Regions from separate parts of the Sus scrofa genome. Here region 1 is linked to region 2. A link is a contact called in public Hi-C data. All regions are on one chromosome and are shown on one strand. The core of a region is the stretch at or near the end of the contact, and the rest is flanking DNA. Distances in the headings are between cores, read along the strand shown. Region 1 has its middle 8.1 kb from the start of TRNAK-UUU. Region 2 has its middle 57 kb from the start of CD69.

What was found. Hi-C and Micro-C count contacts between places; a contact is called where the count stands out from the background.
Region 1: a contact with region 2 is called in a Hi-C map of liver, with 4 times the contacts expected there. A contact is called at or near these places in 1 of 5 promoter capture datasets (liver), 34 of 47 Hi-C or Micro-C datasets (adipose tissue, alveolar macrophages, blood and 17 more) and 2 of 2 datasets of targeted methods (alveolar macrophages and skeletal muscle).

The regions. Positions count from the first base shown.
Region 1 is chr5:62,263,952-62,267,964 of Sscrofa11.1, reverse strand. No RefSeq gene overlaps it. Among named protein-coding and RNA genes, the nearest start is that of TRNAK-UUU, 8.1 kb to the right of the region's middle.
Region 2 is chr5:62,133,336-62,136,868 of Sscrofa11.1, reverse strand. It overlaps the pseudogene LOC100624127. Among named protein-coding and RNA genes, the nearest start is that of CD69, 57 kb to the right of the region's middle.

The DNA of each region.
Region 1 (4,013 bases), core at 1,190-3,689, 130 kb before region 2:
AAAATGATCTTGTGCATTTCCTTCAGACAATAGTTACCAATTTGAATTGTCTGATTGGCATTTCCATTATCTTCTATCTGTTCCTGCTGTCAATCCTCTAATAGCTATTCCTTTAAAACATGCATTCTCAGCAAGGGTAACATCATGCCCAAGGGGGCAAAAATTAGTTCTTCTGGGCTGAGAATGTCTTGTTCTTTTTATGTATAAGCTATTTGTACACATAGGATATAACAGTACACAGTATGTCTTTATCTATGGTACTAAAATCTTTTGGTTATGGCCATTTGAAACAAAATGTCTAAAAAGCTTTTCAGGGAACAAAATCGAAAAAGGATTGAGAAACGTTGCTAAAATATTTCCAAAAGTGGATTATATTTTACAGGTCTTGTGTGATATTTAAATTATTTTTACATCATTAGTCCTAACGGCTGTACCTGAGCGTATGGAAGTTCCCAGGCTAGGGGTCGAATCGGAGCTACAGCTGCTGGGTGACACCACAGCTGCAGCAATACTGGATGCAAACCATGTCTTCAACCTATGTCACAGTTTTCGGCAATGCAACCCGCTAGGCTAGGGATTGAACCTGCATCCTCATGGAGACTCTGTTGGGCTCTTAACCTGCTGAGCCGTAATGTGAACTCCCAACAGTTAATCTTTCACAGATTCAACCTTGAACACCCCACTGCCACCACCACTTGCCTTAAAATACTTCTATTGAGGATACTATATCCTTAACAACTTTGGAGGAATTATTTACCTCTACTCAGAAAATCTGACCACCTTAAAGGACAAATGATTGATTCCCTCCTATTAAAATGAAGGATACTTATTCTACGAGTTAGGGTTGTGCCCATCTAGGGTACTATTGTTTGTGTGGACATTATTTCTTTTTGGGGGGAAGGGAGCACCACTGCAGTATATGGAAATTCCCAGATTAGGGGTCCAATAGGAGATACACCTGCCAGCCTACACCATAGTCACAGCAACGCCAGATCCGAGGCCCATCTGTGACCTATATTGAAACTTGCCGGATCCTTAACCCGCTGAACCAGGCCAGGGATCAAAGCTGCATCCTCATGGATATTGGTTAGGTTCCTAACCTGCTGAGCCACAATAGGAACTCCGAGGACGTCACTTCTACTCTTAAAACCCAACAAATCATTTTAAATTTATTAGCCAAGTTTAGCATGGCTTATGGTTTTCTCTTAAGTAACTCTCAGGGTGGGAGGACATTCACGCTATAGCAAATAGAGTGAACAATGCTTTCTGTACTTCATTAAAGAAATACAAACAAATAAACAGCGTATGACTAAGCTAGAAGAATAAAACCACCTGGCTTTCTGAAATGAGCTTACGAGGATATTGGAATGTGTTTTATTGGTCTAGGTTTAATGATCTCAGTTCTTGGCGTTATGGTCTATTTGAAGGAGTAAAACAATGTTGTTGCTGGGAGTTGTCTCTGTTGCACTGGACTCTGCATCCTGCCCAAAGTCTTAGGTGCTACTCCACGGCTATTATCACATCACATGGTTCACCAGCTTGTAACAGCAGCATGAAGGGCCACCTCTCATCCAACTACAAACAACGTCCTCTGGAAAATCTCCTGATTTTAGCAATGATGAAGATCTGCATATCACAGATTGATATCCTATGACCTGAAGCCATCTGTTTTTCACCAAAAGCGGGGGATTAAGATATGAAAAAGCACCCTGAGAGTTCTTAGCTGGAGTTCTCTGCTGACCATACCAATTTCACAGAGTACAAACATTCCACAAGGTCATTCTGGAGCCAGACAGACTGAGACAGAAACAAGGTCACTCATCAATCATCTCTAAGTACAGATAGAAATCTGAACATTGTGTAACTACACAAATAACCAGATATGTCCTTCTCCCAGCTCATATCAGTGACTGTAGCTTCTTTGCCGTTTACTGCTTAAGTCTTGGTATGTTTTCCCTGCCTAATGTATTAAAACTACTAAGAAATCTTCAACAATTACACAGGGCTGTACAAGCTAAAGGAATAAAACTCTCCAAAAAGTATACTTAAGTGACATTTTGGCTAATGGAAGCCTGCTGTGTAGTAGAGAACTCTATCCCAATATTCTGCGATTATCTATATGGAAAAAGAATCTGACAGAGAATGGATGTGTGTACATATATAAATGAATTACTTTGCTGTACAGCAGAAATGATCACAACCTTGTAAGTCGACTATACTTCAATAAAACTTTAAAAAATTTAAAAAAGGCAAGAGAGGAGTCCCCACTGTGGCACATTGGGTCAAGCATCACATTGCAGGGGCTCTGGTCACCATGGAGGCACGGGTTCAATCTCCAGCCGGCGCAGTGGGCTAAAGGATCCTGTACTGCTGCAGGTGTGATGTAGCGTGAAGCTGTGACTTGGAGTCAGTCCCTGTCCCGGGAATGTCAATATGCCACAGTTGAGGCCATTAAAAAAAAAAATAAATTAAAAAGGAGGAGGCAAAAGATCTGATACCCTAGGAGAAGGAAATCACAGGAAAATATCAGGAAGGTCCTAGACATCTTCCAGGTCCTCGTCCCATGACACCTGCTTTGTCTTTTAGACTGTGAACCTCCAAGATGTGTGTGTAATATCTGTCTCTGGGAAATCAAAGCATGAGTTTGTTAAGACATCTTTTATCCTATACCTGCCTGTGTAATCAGATAAACCTGAGGTAGAACACCGATCTGTACATTCTCAGCAACACATGTAGTGTAGCTGATAAAGCATGCATGCATGCATGCATGTGTTTTTGGCACATTAAACCTCATCTTGTAAATCACTAGTTCATTCATCCTTAACTTGCCCATGTTTTCAGGTGCCTTTGGAGATAATCATAGAGTTACCATATAACAGCTACAAGTTAGTCCTATCTCTTTACAACACCCAGTAACCCAGTAAACCAAGTTACCCGGTGAACTAAAATACTGGTTTCTGATGACATCTGATCTAGAGCAAGCCCCACTCTATAGAATTCTACCCCAAACCTCCCAGGACAAGGCTCAATCTTATAACAGCCCTTTCCTAATTCCTTCCTACTGACATACTGGACTGCTTAGGATAAAGTTGACTTTCAGCTGAACTGGACCGGAAAAGTTATATATAGCCTTAGCTTTGGGAACTATTGGTCTGGCTTTGACTCTTGGCTAAAAAAAAATGTGCAATGGAATTCATAATGTGTTGTTCAAAGTTTGAAACTCCCATGGTGACCCTTGGAGCAGTTTGTTGATAGATGGTTTCCAACTGGCCCAACCAGAGAGCCTGGACAACGGGATAAGTGGGGAATAAAAACCCACATGGGAACTTCTGCCCTGAAATTTCCCAGAGCTACAACTCCTTGAGATGACCTTGGGAGTTCAATTCAGAGCCAGAACATAGAAGACATGTGAAAAGAACCCTGGGTGATTGCCCCTAGAAATCTCTAGCCTCCCAAATGTTTGCCTGCCTTCTCTTTCTCTTGCTGTATGATATCTGCGGCCTTTTAAAATAATCTCTTAATTTTTTTTTTTTGGCTGCCCCGCCACATATGGAGTTCTGTTGCAACACTGAATCCTTTAACCCACTGTGCCAAGTCAGGGATCGAACCTGTGTCCTGGCACTACAGAGACATTGCTTATCCTATTGTGCCACAGTGGGAACTTCTATTTTTTAATTAAAGTAGAGTTGATTTACAATGTTGTGCCAATTTCTGCTGTACAGCAGAATGACCCAGGAGCAGGTATATATAATATATACGTCTTTTTCTTGCTTTCATTGTGCTCTATGATGTCTGGATATAGTTCCCTTTGCTACACAGTAGGACCCCATTGCTTATCTATTCTAAATGGAATAGTTTGTATTTACTAACCTCAAATTCCCAGTCCATTGCACTCCCTCCCCCTTCCCCTTGGCAACCACAAGTGTGTTCTCTGTGTCTGTGAGTCTGTTTTGTGAATAGGTTCATTTATGCCTTTTTTTTTTTTTAGGGCCACACCTGTGGGCATATGGAGG
Region 2 (3,533 bases), core at 294-2,793:
TTTTTTTTTTTTTTTTGCAAAAATGATACAGCATATGATCATATTACAAAAGCCAAACATGATGTATAGTTGCTATCCTGATATTAAAAAATTAGGTTGAGGAGTTCCCACTATAGTTCAGTGGGTCACAACCCAACTAGTACCATGACAATTTGGGTTCGGTCCCCGGCCCTACTCAGTGGGTTAAACATCCAGCATTGCTGTGTGCTGTGGTATAGGTCATAGATGTGGCTTGATCTGGTGTTGCTGTGAGCTGTTTTGTAGCCTGGCAGCTGCAGCTCCAATTTGACCCCTAGCCTAGGAACTTCCATATGCCGCAGGTGTGGCCCTAAAAAGACAAAAAAAAAAGTCATTGGTAAAGTTTCTCGTAAGATAAAGGAAAATTAAATAAAGACATTTATGTGGTATAGAGGTATAGAGGATCTTTGGGAAAACTTTTTTTAAGAAACGATGTAGCTATAGTTTGAAGAGTCCAGGCTCTGCATCAGGCCTCACGGATGCAGATTCTAGTGCTAAAGCTACGTGGATTAACTTGTTCTCTCTGCCACTCAAGTTTCCTCATCTGGGTGGGGCTAACAGCCCTCGGAGAGCATTGACTAACTTGTTCTCTGTGCCCCTCCATTTCCTCATCTATAAAATGGAGATAACAGCCCTCGGAGAGTGGTTTGAATGGTTGAAGGAGATAATGTCTCTGCAATATTTTACGTGCTCAATACGATCTCAAAAATCATATGAATTATTTAAATACATAATAGAAATCATAAAAATATTTATTTTCGTTAGTTCCAAATAGGTGAAAACTTCTCTCATCTCTTCCATTTCTTGCCTCCGATCATATGTGTGTATACATGATCAAACTACTTTGAATGAACCGGATTTTATCAGTGCCATTCATGTATTTGTTTGTTCAACACATATTTGTTAAAGCTGCATTTGTCAGGCATTCTACTAGAAGATGTAAATCCAAAGATGAAGAAAAAAAATCCCTGATACTTACACAGATAACTCAATCTTCATATGGTAAGTACAAGGATATAAGAATTCATAGTTACTGAATGGTCTGGAGATCAACCTTAGTTTTTACTCTACCTGACTGCCTAAATCATTGAGGAAGATTCTTAATAAGCCGAGATCCATGTAGGTACAGAAGGGACTCAGAGAATAATTGCACAAATAACGTGCAGAAATAAATGGAAAGTGTCTGATTTGTTTAAAGGTAAGACTTAGAGGATTTTTTTTCATGTTCTAAGTCATATATTCTTTTAATTCTCTTAAAATAAGCATGTACTGCTTTGAAAATCACCCATAGAAACGACTGAAGAGTTTTGTTAGTGTCTCCAACATAGAACTCTCAGCCACTCTGAACCATCACAGGCTGGGGAAATGCAGGAGGCCCAGACCATCAACGCTGAGAGTCCCGAAGTCTGATGGGCGCCCAAAGTGAAGGCACCACTGACAGGCTTCCGGCGCACCCTAAGCCGACCACAGAGCCCCGCCTCCAACATCTCCGAGTCCGCCGCCCTCCACTGCAACCCCTGCCCGGGTTTGGACAGTTGCTCAAACGCTGACAGCTCCCTCTAGTGGCAACGTTTGCTTTCTTTACACGTGGGGATTGAAGAAAAGGCAATTTGAAGATCAACAGGAAACACGCTAAAGACTAGCCTGGTTTTAATGAAAATGCAAGTGGCAGGGCAGCGCATGCAGTCTTCCGGATACTTGCTACTAAAGACCTATAGTGAGAACTATTGTAAAGATACAGGAACTGGGGAGGGAGGCAAAAAGGTGATGGTGATTGTCTGTTAATATTCTTTGCAAGGCCTAGATTAAAAACAAAGCATAGAAGTTAAAGTTAGATATATAAGTAAGGGGCAACTAAGAAGCAAGACCTTAAATGGTCTCTAGCATATCAAAACCAATTCTGCAAAATCAAATTTATTATTACCAAAGGGAAACATAGTGGGGAGGGATAAATTAGGAGTGTGAGATTAACCTATACACACTACTATGTGTGAAATAGATAACCAGCAACAACCTACCACATGGCACAGGGAACTAACTCTACTCAATACTCTTTAATAACCTATATGGGAAAAGAATCTGAAAAATAATGGATATATGTATGTGAATAACTGAATCACCTTGCTGCACACCCAATACCAAGACAACATTGTAAATCAACTGTACATGTTTTAAAAAATAAAGTTCTCGCAGATCCCGTTGTAACTCGTTGGTAATGGACCCTTCTAGTATCTATGAGGAAAAGGGTACCTTCCCTGGCCTAGCTCAGTGGGTTAAGGACCCAGCGTTCCTGTGAGCTGTGGTATAGGTCACAGATGTGGCTTGGGTCTGGCCTTGCTGTGGCTGTGGTGTAGGCCCAGAGCTGCAGCTCCGGGTCGACCCCTAGCATGGAACTCCCAAATGCCATAAGTGCAGCCCTAAGAATAAATAAATAAATAAATAAATAAATAAATGTTTTCTTTTTTATGTTGTCATAAGTCTTTAATGTTTTAAAGTAAAAGATACAGAGTCATGTATCTCAAATAGTTTACCAATTATGGGGGTGTAGTTTTCCAGAAATGGGGGAAGATTAAGGATGATTTATAATACAACCAAGATAAAGAATATATAAGCTTTGGGAGTTCCCGTTGTGGTGCAGTGGTTAACGAATCTGACTAGAAACCATGAGGTGGCGGGTTCGGTCCCTGCCCTTGCTCAGTGGGTTAACGATCCGGCGTTGCCGTGAGCTGTGGTGTAGGTTGCAGACGCGGCTTGGATCCCGCATTGCTGTGGCTCTGGCGTAGGCCAGTGACTACAGCTCCGATTCGACCCCTAGCCTGGGAACCTCCATATGCCACGGGAGCGGCCCAAAGAAATAGCAAAAAGACCAAAAAAAAAAGAATATATAAGCTTTGTTTTTAAAACCTCATAATAGATTTATATTTATAATATGAAACATGCTAAATATTTATAAATAGATTTATATAATAGATTTTCAGTTTAATAATGTAATTATATTTTTTAAAATGTCATAACATTAGGTATTCAAACAAGTATGTATATTCCTGATGGTTAGGGGACAAGGATAAGTTTAAGGGACAAATTTTAAGATAGCCAATTTCCTTATATGTTCTTTTCCAACAAATAGTCTGCTTGAACAATTTTTAAGAAGTACAGTTAAAATAAAATATTGATAAGAGTTCCCAGTGTAGTGCATTGGGATCCAGGGATCTCTGCTGCTCCCAGCCCCCTACAGTGGGTTAAAGGATCCAGCACTGCTGCAATTGTGGCTCAGATCTGTTTCCTGGCCCAGGAACTCCATATGTCAAGGGGTGGCAAAAAAGAAAATAAATATATTGGTACAAATTTTTATTGGAAAGTGGGATAGAAATATTAATTCAAAGGAAAAAGGGAATAAAGTAAAATGCTTGACCCTTAAGGAAAAGCTTTTAAAATGTGTTTTATATAGATATTGGTGCATACCAAATCACAATTATATATAGATACACTTTTCAAAAAACTAATTCTGGAGGGTG